2 separate regions of the Capra hircus genome follow, and region 2 is linked to region 1. The links are chromatin contacts, called in public Hi-C maps. All regions are on one chromosome and are shown on one strand. Each heading gives the region's core, a stretch centred on a gene start, on an enhancer-like site or on the middle of the called end of the contact. The rest is flanking DNA. Distances are from core to core; before and after follow the strand shown. Region 1 overlaps FBXL18 (F-box/LRR-repeat protein 18). Region 2 overlaps TNRC18 (trinucleotide repeat-containing gene 18 protein).

Evidence for each region. A called contact is a pair of places that touch in the nucleus more often than the background predicts.
Region 2: a Hi-C map of blood shows a contact between it and region 1, with 1.9 times the contacts expected there. The contact joins two enhancer-like sites. A contact is called at or near these places in 2 of 5 Hi-C or Micro-C datasets (both in blood).

The regions. Positions count from the first base shown.
Region 1 is chr25:39,685,559-39,691,821 of ARS1.2, reverse strand. It overlaps FBXL18 (F-box/LRR-repeat protein 18), which reads right to left. Exons shown (of 5, transcript XM_018040944.1): 5 at 1-146. Among named protein-coding and RNA genes, the nearest start is that of FBXL18, 20 kb to the right of the region's middle. Within about 2 kb of position 2,826, at least 1 of the 5 cell types and tissues checked has an H3K27ac peak or open chromatin away from gene starts, as enhancers often do.
Region 2 is chr25:39,791,516-39,798,532 of ARS1.2, reverse strand. It overlaps TNRC18 (trinucleotide repeat-containing gene 18 protein), which reads right to left. Exons shown (of 28, transcript XM_018040297.1): 14 at 5,950-6,310; 15 at 2,479-2,754. Among named protein-coding and RNA genes, the nearest start is that of TNRC18, 50 kb to the right of the region's middle. Within about 2 kb of position 3,037, at least 1 of the 5 cell types and tissues checked has an H3K27ac peak or open chromatin away from gene starts, as enhancers often do.

The DNA.
Region 1 (6,263 bases), core at 1,577-4,076:
GGTTGGGGGGCTCCTCGGCCACTCTGCTTTTAAACAAGGTGACCTCATCCAGGTGCACCATGGGTACGTCCCGGATCACGTCGGTCAGGCCCTCGTGGAGCAGGGGGAAGACGACGACGTTCAGCGCCGGCCGCTCCGCCTGGAAACTGAACCAGAGGCAAGCCGTTAGCGGGCCGCGCGCAGACAGGCCATGTCCCCAAGGGGCGGCGGCGGGGTGGGAGGTGTCCCTGAAGGTGACACCAGGGAGCCGCAGCACTGAGGTCGCACAGGCAGGACTCAGCGGGGGCGGGGGCCAGGCGGCCAACCCCGTGCACACACAGACCACCCAGGACACCGACTCCCAAGTCAGGTGACGCCATCACTCTGCCGGGAGGACTCACCCCGGCGCCTGCCGCTAGCCCCGACCTCTGCCAGCATGTCAGACCAGCCTTCCACCTCGCGCACCCTTGGGCAGCAGGCTCTACCCCGTGGTGGGGGGGGCGACAGTTTACAAGGAGCATCTGCCGGGCCGGGCACGGCGCTGGAGCTGACAAGATGTCACTACAGGTCACCTCCCCGCAGCCCCTGGCCAGCGAGGTGACCGCCCCCTTCCCACCCACAAGCCAAGGTGCCTCTGGTCATGGGAGGAACTTCCATCCCATGTTATCATGAAGGGCGAGGGGCAAGAAGGTGGCCACGCGATTTGCCAAAGCTAAAGCCAGGCCACCCCCCAGCCCATGCCTGCCGCCAGGAATGAGGAAACCGTGGTCCCAGCCTCCCTCGATTCCCCCAGCCAAGTCCCGCCCCCCTGCAGCAGTGCACTGGATTTACGGCGTGTGCAAACTGAACGCCAGAAAGGCATTCATAAAACCTGATGTTGTGGCAATAAAGATGCCGAGGAAATGCCTCCTGGTTCTCAGCACCACATTCTGCTCCTGGCGGGAGCGTCTGTGACCATGAGCCTCGTGGGCAAGTCCTCACCTGCAAGCCTGCTGTGCGATCTACTTGACTTGAAACAAAATACTCTCAGGTGTGGGACGTGCGTATAAGATGCCTGCCTGCCCACCTGCCTCCCTGAGGCTCTTATGGAGCCTCAAGATGCCAAAGGGGATTAACTTCTCACCGGAGCCCGGAATGCAACTGCCCCTTCCGAGCAGCCCTGACCTACGACTCCTGCCCCAAGTAAACTGACGTCCTTCCCAAGGCTTTCTTTGGGGTCAGCACCCAGGTCGGCCCCGACCTTGACAGAGCAGGGGCTGGCGGGGGTGCTCAGCTGCCCTCATACCTCTGAAAGGCACCTCCCAGACCAAGAAGCCCACACGCCCTGCCAGCTGGAGTCTCACCGTCCCTACTCAGCGAGAAGCCTGGACAAAACACGGACGAGGGGCAACAGCAGGCAGAGCCAGCGCTCCTCCGAGGGTGGGGCTGGGGCTCCCTCCCCCTTCCCGGGGCGAGGAGACAGGCTCTTGGTGGGGCTTGTGTGGAGGGCCGTAGAGCCACGGGCTTTGCAGGGTCACGTGCACGTGGGTTGTAATGTTTGTGTGTACAGTTCAAGTGTGGTTTGAGACTGGAGTAAATCGATACAAGGAAAGAAAATTAAACTCCTTGCTGCCCCCCATGTTCAGAACGAGACGGATGAGCCACAGCAGGGGAGGCTGCCTCTGAGGGCCGCTCCTCTGACCAGGGCGAATCGCACCACGAGACGAAAAGACCCACGGCTGCATGCAGCCTCAGGTTGCAAGGACAAAAGCCAGGCCTGCCAGGCTGATGGGCTCACCTCCAGGCATGGTGCGCGTGTCCTCCCGGGCAACCCCACCGGGGCACCGGCCCCCATGCCCGGCTCCACCCTCAGCAACCCCCACACCATCCCGGGCAGCAGAAGCGGGGAAGCCCCTACCTCCCCTCACACAGCTAGCCTGGATCTCATCTAGGGTAGAAAGAGGCAGGATGTCTGGAGCCCGCACTCAGTCCACACACACTCTGAACCTGGCATCTGCGAGCTCGGCCACCTGGCCCCCACAAGGGGCAACAAAAGCTCTAGAAGGCGAGAGGAAACGCCGCCCTGGATGCCGTCCCTCCTGGGGGGCCCAAGGGCACCAACAAGATACAGAGCTTCAGAAGGTTCAACTAGACTGACTCTGCCGCTCGCAGCGGCCGGAAGGGAGGAGCCACGCCGAAGAAAACTTTCTACACATACACCAGGGGATTTCCAAGGGGCGTCTGGGTACTTGAGAAGCTCAGCTGCCCCAAATGCCTTCTCCGAGCCTCCAGGGAGCAGACAAGATTTTGCTTGTCTTAAAACCATTGTTGTGTTCAGAGAGAAAACATGCCAAAGTGTAAGGTGAGCACAGGGCCCCCAGCCCCCGGCAGCTCTGCCAGCCCCTCCCGCGGCACCAACGCACCCTCTCCAGCTGTGCTGAGCACGTTCCTCCTGGACACGGCCTGGCTGATGTCTCAGGATGCAGACAACGTGAGTCGGGTTTGGTGAATTTCCTTCAGTCCTTGGGGCTATGTCCAACCTGCGCCCAAAGCAATAAAGCACCCGGGCCGGGGACCACCTCCTCCATGGTTCTGTCCCGGCCAGTGGGCCACTTCCCCAGGGGACACAGTTTAAGGACCCCTTCCCATGACCATATTGGTAAGCCTCGTTTGACACAGTTGTTTCCTCAGGATAAATTCCAGAAACAGGGCCATTGGGTCCGAGGGCACAAACACGTCAACATGTCAAAAGACAGGCCCATGGAGGACTCGGACGCCACAGCAAAGAGCCAAGGGGACGTGGCCGCAGAGCGATCAGGGGCGGGGGGACGAGGAGGGGCGGCCCGCGGCGCATCTGCCTGTGGCTGACATGAGGGGGCAGCTGTCCGGGAGGCTGAGCCCCAAGCTCGCCACCGACACAGGACTCGACAGGGCAGCCACAGCCTCAGGACCTCAGGCCCAGCCATGGCCCAGCGGACGGAGAGGGGCGTTCTGAGCAGGCAGCTCTGAGCCTGAGGTCTGTGAGTGCGTGAGGGGGCCCCAGGGACCTCGGTCTCCATGCTTGGCCCTGCAGGTACCTCGGAGCTGGAAGGGCTCCAGGAGGGGCTGGGTGAGGCCTCGGGCTGGCAGCAGCGCTGGCTTGCTTCTTGGCCTGAGAAACTAGAAAAGAAATGAAAGTTGGCAGCCTCGGCCCCCCTGCCCCACCCAGATAAAAGTGTTATAGAAAAGCCAAAATCATAAGACCTTTTATAAAAGCTCCTCTCACTGCAACAGGGATTTTCAAGAAGCAAGGAGGTGGGCGGTGGCCAAGAGTAAAACAGTTACTAAAGCTTCCCAGAACTCAAGACGCGCTCCAGGCGGGTGTGCGGGGCGTGCCCTCCGAGCTCCCCGCCAAGCCTGCAGGGACCCCCAGGGCCCCTTGGGGCAGCCTGGATCCGCCTTCATGCAGAGGAGCGGGCAGGGAGAGACCCTCCCTGTCAGGGCTAACAGGTCCCCCACCCACATGGAGAAACAGGATTGTAGACCCCATGGGCTTAGGCCCCTGGAGCTGTAACTCGATGTGAGGCTCTTTCACCAGCAAGGCCTGAAGGAGGGGGGCTGGGGTGAAGCGGAACACAGAGCAGCTGGTTTGGGGTGTCCCTGGGGCATCACCCCTTCCCCCCAACAAAGACACCTCCAGGACCAACACCGCAGACTTCTCATAGCCTTCAAGAAACATCTCCGAGAGGCGCCAGAGAGAAACAGGGTACGCCCCTGCTTTTGAGACACACTGAAAGCTTCCCCGTGGTGACCCCAAGTCTCTTATAGGCTGCGTTTCATTACATTGGCCGGATGTGTCATAATTTACTTCCCAGCCCTCCTACAAATGGGGGGCTTCCCACGTGGCTCAGTGGTAAAGAGTCCACCTGCAATGCAGGAGACGTGTGTTCAACCTCTGGGTCAGGAAGATCCCCTGGGGAAGGAAAACGGCAACCCACTCCAGGGTTCTTGCCTGGAAATCCCATGGACAGAGGAGCTGGAGGGCCACAGTCCATGGAGTCGCAAATGAGTCAAGCATGAATGACGGACTAAACAGCAAATCCTACTGATGTGCTCTTGGGTTGTGTTCCGTCTTCTGTTAAAAATAAACAGTCCTGCCGCCACCAGGAAGAGCTCGGTGTAAACCCTGCCTCAGGCCCAGCTGCAGGACGGGAGCCTGGAGCTTGGCTGGGTCACGGCTGTGAGTTCAGCCTCCACAGAGCTGGCCCACCCGCCTCCGGTGACAGGTGGTCCCCTCCCTCCACTAACATGAGTGGGCTTTGCCTGAAGGGTGGAAAGGGTTGCACCAACGTGCTCCAGGGGCTGTGTGGACCCGTGTGACCAGCGCCCACATGAGACTGCAGCCACCCCCCTCCAGGAGGTCACCACCACCTGTACCAGAGCGGACCACGGCCCGCTCCGCACTTTCCAGAAGCAGGGCTCTTCCGGCCTTCCTCACAGGGGAGGCTGGGTCCTTTCTCTGTCCCGAGCCCCCGGCCGTCTGCCTGGTGTGAAGGTTGTGTTGGGCCCATCCCCTCAGCTGTGCAGGCAGGAGGCCAGGACACTCAGGTCTCTGCCTGTAACAGGGCCGGCAGGTCAGGTTCCGTACATGATTTTCTGTTTTGTTTTGCCTTATTTTGTTGTTTTGGCTGTACCGGGTGGTTTGTGGGATCTCGGTGCCCCGATGAGGGATGGAATCCCAGCCAAGGCAGGGAAAGCCTGGAATCGTAACCGCTGGACCTCAGAGGCGTGCAGGTGAGCGGGCAGGTGCTTCAGTCATCCTCTGAGCTTGAGGCAGGGAACCGCGTGAGAAAGGGTGGCGACAAGCCCCTCCTGGTCATGATTCCGGGTGGAACGTGTCCTGCTGTGATGTCTGAAGCCGGCGCCATCACCCTGAGCCAAGGCACCACCTGCTGGGCGCCTCGCAGAAGCGCAGCCGGGACCCCATGCCCCGCAGTAGAGGCCTTGTGGGAACACAGACGAGTCCTTCCAGCGCGGGTCCTGCTACACCTCCACCGCCTCTCAGAGCCTCGGTCCCCCCACTTGTGCTGGGGCTCGGGGCGCACAGCTCACAGGGCTCTGGGGCGGCGGGAACCACAGAGGCAGGACATGGCAGGAGGAGCCCACGGGGGAGCCACGCTCCAGCACGCACAGGGCTCCGGGCACCTCAGCCGCTCAGCGGGTCCGCGCCACGGCCCCAGCCTGCGGCCAGGAAGTCTACCCAGCCAGCGTCGACCTCAGGCCCAGACACCAAGGGCAGAGACACAATGGTGAGTGGGGAGTGCCCCCCCACAACACCCGGCTGTTCTCCAGGCTCCCAGGTGCAGGCTGAGAGAAGAGGGCGTCACGAGTGCAGAGTCAGCTGTGAAGGCCAGGCCAGAGCCACCACAACGTCCTGTGACGGACAGCAAACGGCATTAAAAGGGAATGTGTGCAGATTTAACAACACACAGAGACTCCCCTGATGGAGCGCTAACTCAACAAAATCAGCACAAAACCACATAACAACTCCATCCTAGAACTGCTGGCCACTTTCAAGGGGAGCTTCCACTTGAAAACAGCTTGATCCACAGTCTAAGTTTTTACAAAGATCATGAACATCAGGGAGGAGAAAACTCTTGCTAGGATTTCTCCTGAGAAAGGCGACAGCAAACTGCAAGGACCGGCGACCCCACAAGGACCGTGTGGTGGGGCGGCCTGAGCCCTATGACTCCAGAGACCTCCTGGCTGATGGAGCGTCTGTAACTCTGTGCCCAGCCTGGCCTCCTCCGTCACATTTCCCCATCCGCGGGACATGGAGATCTGGGAGGGGAGGCTGGGACCCCCGGGCCACACTCGACGGCTGCCAGGGGCACTGCCGTGGCACCACGTTCCCTCTCCAGGGGGCCTAAGCGCTTCATGCCCCTGGGGACCCACTCGGGGCAGACTCCCCTCCCCGGGAAGGGCTGCTCCAGGTCCACACTCCAGTCCTGGGGGCCGATATACGTTCCTGCTGGACCGGTTGTCAAACTCCAGGACCCGCTAGGGAAGGACACGGCCTGGTGTGTAAACACTGCACACCTTCTGCAAAGGCCCGGATGGGCAAGGGGGACACACAGACCCACAAGGAGGCAGAATCTTGTGAGCTCTCCACCCTTGCCTACAGCCCCTCAAACACCTGCTGCTTCTAAATCTGAACGAAGTGCAGAGACATGGAAGGCTGGAGACTGAGAAGACGTCTGCACAGCCCACAGAAGCAAAAGCGGGACGCGGCTCCCTTTATGAGTGTGCTCAGTCCCGCTAACCGC
Region 2 (7,017 bases), core at 1,788-4,287, 110 kb before region 1:
GGGACGTGGGGCTGCTCAGGTGTGGAGACTCCGGCTCTCTCTCCCACCCAGGGTTCTCGCTCTGGCTCTGGGTTTCTGGATGTCTGGAATGTCTGCATTGGATCCCAGAAAGCCAGGAGTGGCCTGAACCCGGCACTGCGAGATGGAAGAATGTTTGGAAAGCAAAAAGCCAAAAGAAAGGGCATGTCTCCCACAAAAGAAATGCCGCCTGGGTCACTCTGGTCTCCCGAGACCCTTTCCCACCTCGTGCTTCCACGAGCCTGCGGGCCCGCCCTGGCTCCCTCCCAGGGTGGCCAGCCTGCTCAGGCCAGAGCCCAAGCGGGTAGGGGAAGCTGAGAGAGGGAAGGTGTCTCGGGACCAAGGAGCCTTTCTGGAGTTATCCACACCTGAGGCAACAGAGCTTGCCAAGGGCAGGGGGAGGAAAAAGTCCCAACAAAGAAACCTGAGGAAATGCAGAAAAACTTTTTTTTTCCCCAGGGGGAAAAAAAAAACCACCTGTTGGCTCAATATGTGGGGGTTGGCTCTTGTCACTTGGTTTTTCAAAACCCGATCCGTAAATGCCAAAGTGATCCGCTGCTGCCATAGCCGGTGGGGGCAAACCCCGAGGGGTGGGGGGTGCAGAGGGGACACAGAGAAAGGGGTTGTGCCTACCTACGGAGCAACGAGCCGGGCTCGCACCCAAGCTCAGTGACCCGCTGCGCGTCTGCCCTACTCCCAGCCTTCGCTGTGCGTCCAGAGTGCAGCGTGAGAGCAAATGCAAGAGACCGAAACAGACATTCAAAGCGTCATGGGGAGGGGTCAAGGGTGAAGGTATGGCCAAGCTGCTGGGGGGAGAAAGCAGACACACCAGAGAAGCCAAGCCAGTTAGGTGTTTTAGTACCAGGCGTCAGGAAGGCCCTATTACCCAAATATCCCTTTGGAGACCTGACCAACGGTCTGGGTGCAGCGGAGACCCGCCTGCCCCCTGCACAGGCTCTGTCTGATGCTGGGTCTGGTTCTGGTGGGTGGGCCCCTGGCTACCAGATCTGGGATGCTGCCTGCTTCTCTGTGGGCTCTGGGCTAGGGCGGGAGAGCTCCAAACCTTGGAAGCTGGAACTCTGGCCTCTGAAGGGGAGGAGGCGTGGGGACCCAGCCCCGGGGAGGCGAGAGGGGAATGGGGAACCAGCCAGACGTGTCCACAGAGGCCTCACAAGACGAGGCCGGCGGGAGACCTACGGCCCAGGCTGTGCTCGCTCAGGTGTGGCAGCCACACAGGGAGCCTGAGCCCCGAGGCCCTGGCTCCATCCTCTCCTGATCATCCAAACGCTTCCCAGTCAGGCTCAGACCCCCAGGGCACTGCAATCCCCGCCCAGCTCTGGGGTCCCTGAAAGGGGTCTGCCCTGAAGCAAACCCTAACCCCCACCTCAGGACATCTGGGAGTGGAGGTTCTGGAAGACTGAGACCAGTCAGTCTACCAGGGAGCTCACAGGGTCGCTGAAACCAACCCTCTCTGCCTAAGTGAGGCCGGGGGGCAGACCAGCCTGGGACTCCTGGGGCTCCTCTGAGCTCTGCCCCTAACAAGGCAATGAAGCCTTGGGATTTCACAACAAAACTCGGGGACGCAGAGTGCTCTTGATCCTGCACTGCCTATATGCCCTCCAAAGCAGAAACACGTGTTAGAAAATGAGCGTTTGCAAGTATTTTTTAACCACTGTTGCATAAAAAGCTTTAAGAAAACAAAAGACAAGCAGCTTAAAAAAAAAAAAAAGATGAAGCTTGAGGTGAAAGCAGCTGACTTTAAACCTGGGAAATGAAAGGCATGCCGACAGCTCCCAGGGATACTTGAATAACAGACAACGAAGACTGCATGTTCCATCTACCCCCTTCTGGGGTGGGGGTGGGGTGGGGGGGTGAGGGTGGGGTGGGGGTGGGGAGGGGGGAGGGGGGAACAGATGAGGGAAGCGGCACCCTAATGGTCCAGTCAGGACACAGCAAGAGAGACAAGGCACACGGGTTTAGTTAAAAATGAACTCGGTATGTTTAATAAAGCTTGGTATTACCAAAATCGCGGTACAAACATCAAGTCACACGCCCACACGACAGAATTCCATTTACAAAACGTCCCCTGGGAGGCCTCCGCAGCCACGGCCACGCTAGGAGGACCCACCCAGGCCTGCGGTCCAGGGGTGGGAAGGCGAGGGTAGGGGGGCGGGCGGGCAGAGGTGGGAGAAGGGAAGGAAGACTAAAAACAGTCCATATAAAAGCTCAAAAAGAGCCAGCCAATGGTATTATCACAATGATACAGGTACAAATAAAAACAAAAATAAAAGGACCCAGGCTGATACAGCAGGCTACGCTGCCAAGACCCGGACGGCCACCTGGCCGGGCCATCCCAGCGGCTCCCGGCCGCCCTCCCTGCGCTCGCGCTCCGCTCTCGCTCTCGCACTCACTCGCTCGATAGGAAACATGGAAGGTTATTTTGTGTTTGGAGCTAGTAACCTTGGTCAAATGAGTCCTCCGAGGAATCGCTGAAGGAGGAACGGGGCTCGACCTCTTGAAGCAGCAAACAAAACGGCTGCTTCCTGCCGGCGGCCGGCTTGGGCTTCAGAGTCCGGGCGCCCGCCAGGCCCCTCTTGGTCAGCTTGGGGCCGCCAGCTGGCTTGCTATTCTTCGCCACCATGCCACACAGGAGGGAATGTGTCAGTTTGGAGCTGGAGGGGCCCTGGGCAGCCCACTCGTCCTTCAGGAATTCCTCCTCTTCCTCTGAATCCGTATCTGCAGTCAAAGTAGTTTTTAATAAAGATAAGTCACAGAGCCAGGGGAGGGAGGGGGCTAGGGTCTCTTGTATTAGCCTCGGCGCCTTTGAGGACACTCTGCCACGTGCCAGAACCAAGGTCCAAACGCCCACCGGCCATGGAACCAGCAGCGTTCCACCGCCTGGCGCGCTCTTCCCCATCTGGCCTCATCTCTCACCTGGGAGGCCTCTGAGCCGCAGGCCCCACACAACCCAGGCCCTGGCTGGGCCGTCGCCGCTGCCAGCACCACCCACCACACGGCCACAGGGCGAGCAGTCTTTCCTGGCCCTGCAGGAGGCGGGAGCCCCACTCTCAGGTAGGTCTCTGCCTTGCGCGGGGAGGTCACTGCCGAGTCCAGTCCACCCCACAGGACTGCAGCCAGCTCCTTGTGGGGAGGGAAGCAGCCTAAGAAGGGAAGGACTCAGGTAAAGCCCTTCTTTCCCAGAACACCAGCTCGCAGTAGTATTCGGGGCAAGCGTGTAAAGACTCACAACCCAGCTTCCTGCTCAGCAGTCAGCACAGTGGCGTCTGACGAATGACACTGCGGCTCCCAGCCCTACCCCGTTTCTTATCAGAGGCGGGTGACCAGCACGCTGGTTCTGGCCTCCCACGTCTCCAGCCTTGGAGCTGCATGAGGGTTTGGGGAGGGGGCTGTCTAGTGGGCACAGCTCTGGCCCCTTCCAATCCCTCCCCAGGCAGACTCACACCACTTTGGTCTGTTCTACACATGAGGTTGGTGAGCAAGATTCCATCAGACAGAAAGGATCTGAAGCCAAAGGCTGTAATCCCTTCACCTCGTCAAATCCGTTCCAAAGATGGGGAGCGTTAACGAACACATCTGCCCTCCCCAAGTCCAAGAGAAGGAAGGAGTGAGACAGAGAGAGAGAGAGAGAGAGAGAGAGAGAGAGTGTGTGTGCGTGCGCGCGCACGTGTGTATTCTGGGGGTCAGGGTTCTCTGGCTGCCTCCTCCAACATCTATGCTTTCCACTCAACACCCAACTGCAGGGTGGTCTGGCAACTTGGTGGGACGAGGACACGCCTCTGCCCGTCCCCCAGCCACAGCTCTCCCTCCCATGTGCTCCATCCTGTCCTTCTTGAAGCCACTTGCCGGGCTGGACAAGTCCATGCGTGACAAGGACCAACTTGGCTTCCCACCAGAACCCACCAAGCAAGCCACCAGATCCCTACAACCCACAGTGAAAGCGCAGGAGGGCGACGTTCTCTCTGCCCATCTCCTCCTGGTACGGCATCTCAAAGCTAGGAAACACCTTGACCTCTTCGTGACCCCGCTTGCATGCATTTACCGGAAAGGCAAAAAGACTAATGTGAAAAACAGAAGAGACGCACTCTCTCCACAGCCAGCCACTCTCTCCACTCTCTCTCACATCATAGCCACCAGCTAACTGCAGACAGGCCTTTTGACTACCCTGTGGCAGCATTAACCCACTTCTCTCAACTGAACAGTGCAGTTTTAGACAAGAGAGTAACAGAGATGAGCAATCTGAACACTGCTTTGCATGCCTACACATATCTGCCACAGTGGACTTGGCAGCCTAGAGTCCCCCCTCCCCCCTGCAAAGACCTCAGCTTATCTCTGGACTCTAGCCTGAACCCCACCTCATCCCCCTGTAAGCAGGGGAGAGCAGAGGATCCTTCCACCACCAGCCAGGCCACACCCACTGAAAGATCAAAGGAAAAGCAATCCCTGCTCTCTCTGTGATATTCCAGAACAAGCAAAGGAAAGCCCTTCCCTTCTTCGGAGCGACAAGTCTCTAGAACTGGTGCGAGGCGGCCAGGGGCCTGGGCAGTGCCGCTCAGCTCACACCCACCTGAATCTGAGGCATTTCGGCCGCCGACCCCACCCAGGGGACATTAGGCACAAAAGTAGATCCTCGCCCCCACAGCCATGAGCATCAAGGATGGAGACCCAGGGCAACCAAAACCAGAAACGTTAGACTCCAAAGACACCAGCAGCAGCTTCATCTCGTGCCAGATGCCTTCTCCCAGCTGTTTACCCACCCAGGGAGCTCACTTAGGGCTCTGGACAGCGCTCAGGGGGCGGGGGGCAGGCCATGGTATCTTAACTCTATAGAGACTTTCTTTCCTTAAGAACACACACCATTTCTTGCCCTTAACAGTCATCACCTACCCCCCGATCCCCGACCCCATGAACTAGGTGTAGGCAGAGCCGATCAAAGGCCCAGTCACACAGACGCACGCAGTCACCAAACAGAAAGCTTTCTACCCCAGTCACGGCCTGGGGTCCCCCTCGAAGAAACCCGCGGACAGATGCCTGGAGGCAAAGAGCCCCTTCCCGGCCTTGCTGCGGCGGCCACAGCCCTCGGCACCCACGCATCCTGGCATTACGCGTTTCGCCCAGGTACTTACTGAGCACCTACTAGGTGCCAGGCGGCGGGCTCTGGGCCAGCGGACGGGCGTCGGGGACGGGGGTGGGGACAAGGCCGTCCGGGCTCCGGAAACCCACGCTCCCCCAGTTCTCAGACAAGAAGAGCCAAGGCCGCAGGCTCCGCGCAAACTCGGCCCCTCAGCGCCACCAGCTGTTACGTTTCAGGGGCCCGAACGCAGCAGGGGGAGGGCGGCTGCCGCCCAGGCAGCAATCAGGCAGCGCCCATCGCGACGGGCCACCCCGCGCCGCTGAATCTGATGGGCTGGGCCCTGCCTCAGCACCTATCCTCAGAAACAAACCCGGCAACCACGTGGAGGGCCGTCGCAAAGACAACAGGAGAGGCCGCCCTGGCGCGCGCTCCACAGACGCTTTCCCCACTAACACGGACCTCGAGGATTGGCAGCTGCCTGAGGGCGGGAGCGACCCCGCCAGCTCTATGGTTTTCACGAGCGACCGCCAACTCTGTAGCACAAGGCCTCCACACCGATGGCCTTCGGGTTAGGCGGGTACAGGCGGGCTGGCGGACTTCCGCTCCCACCCGCCCGCCAATCACGAGTACCCGCCAATCACGAGTACCCGCCAATCACAGGGGGCCGCCCGAAGAGCAGTGCCCGCGCATCTCAACCCCCTCCGCTTCCGGCCTGGTACCGGCGCCAAAGCGGAAGAAGAGAGCGTCACCAGAGACCATCGAGCTTTCGAGGCAGAAAGAGGAGGAAAGGAAGGCGAGGGAGGAAGAACAGCCCTGAGGCGGCGCGGCCCACTACTTACTGTAGGAGTAACTGCTCACTTCCGAGGCGAAGGGGGAGTGGGTCGACTTGGGCTGGCCTCTGGCCTTGAAGCCCACCTCCATCTTCCTGGCTTTGGCGGCCCTTTTGTGTTTACCTTCTCGCGAGGCTTTCAGAGACAGGCTGAGGCCTTTGGCCAGCGCCTTCCTGTCCTTGCCCAGCAGGCTGTCGTAGGGCGTCAGGTACCTGCCACAGCCCCCGCTCGCTTTTGATTTCCCCCCAGAACCATCGGAGAACTTGAAGGGCGACTTCAACTTGTCCTGCTTTGTGAGGGAGAGGGCTTTGTCTAGCTTGCTTGCCAACTGCTCCTGGTCGCTAGCCATCTTCTTCTTCTTAATCTTTAGCTGGAAAGGGAAGTTGGGAAGTCGTGGGGTTAAGACATTTGACACCCACAGTGGGTCTCTGCACGAGCTCAGACGAACCTGGCCTCCTTCTCCCCGCCTCTGTGGCTTTCTGACACGCTGCTAAATTCCTCTTAGCCTCAGTTCCTCTACTCTGTAAAATGGGGGTGATTACGCACAGGCAGCACTGGGTTGTGCTGAAGATGAACTGGGAAAAGGCACGTGAAACACTTATTAAAGAGCTGTTACTGTGGTTACACTTATCTTCACCACCGGCTGGCTGTGGTGCTGTGCTTCCTAGTGGGGAGCGCCTAAAACAAACAGCGCTGCCAGGGAGCCAAGGGGGAGAAGGTGGCTGGATTAAGGGAGGAGGAATGAACCCAAAGATGGAAAACCAGATCACAGCACAGCTGGTCTGCTTATCTCAGCTGCCTAAAGCAGGTGATGAAGATGGCCTCACAGCCTAAACCAGGCCATCCAGCTAAATGGGCTGAAGCTGCCAAGAAAATGCCTTGAGTGTGCCTTGGACGCCTGAAGCAGAAAGAATGATTAGAGATTTCACAGATAAATTCCTGCTTACGCGTCTCCCATCAGCTGGAGTCATTTGCTGTTGAAACGTGCAGCTTCAATGGCCCTCATATGAACATTTCATCGCTATTTTCTCTCTAATCAGGTAACATTTCAGAAGGAGCGAAAAAGTTGGGATAGTG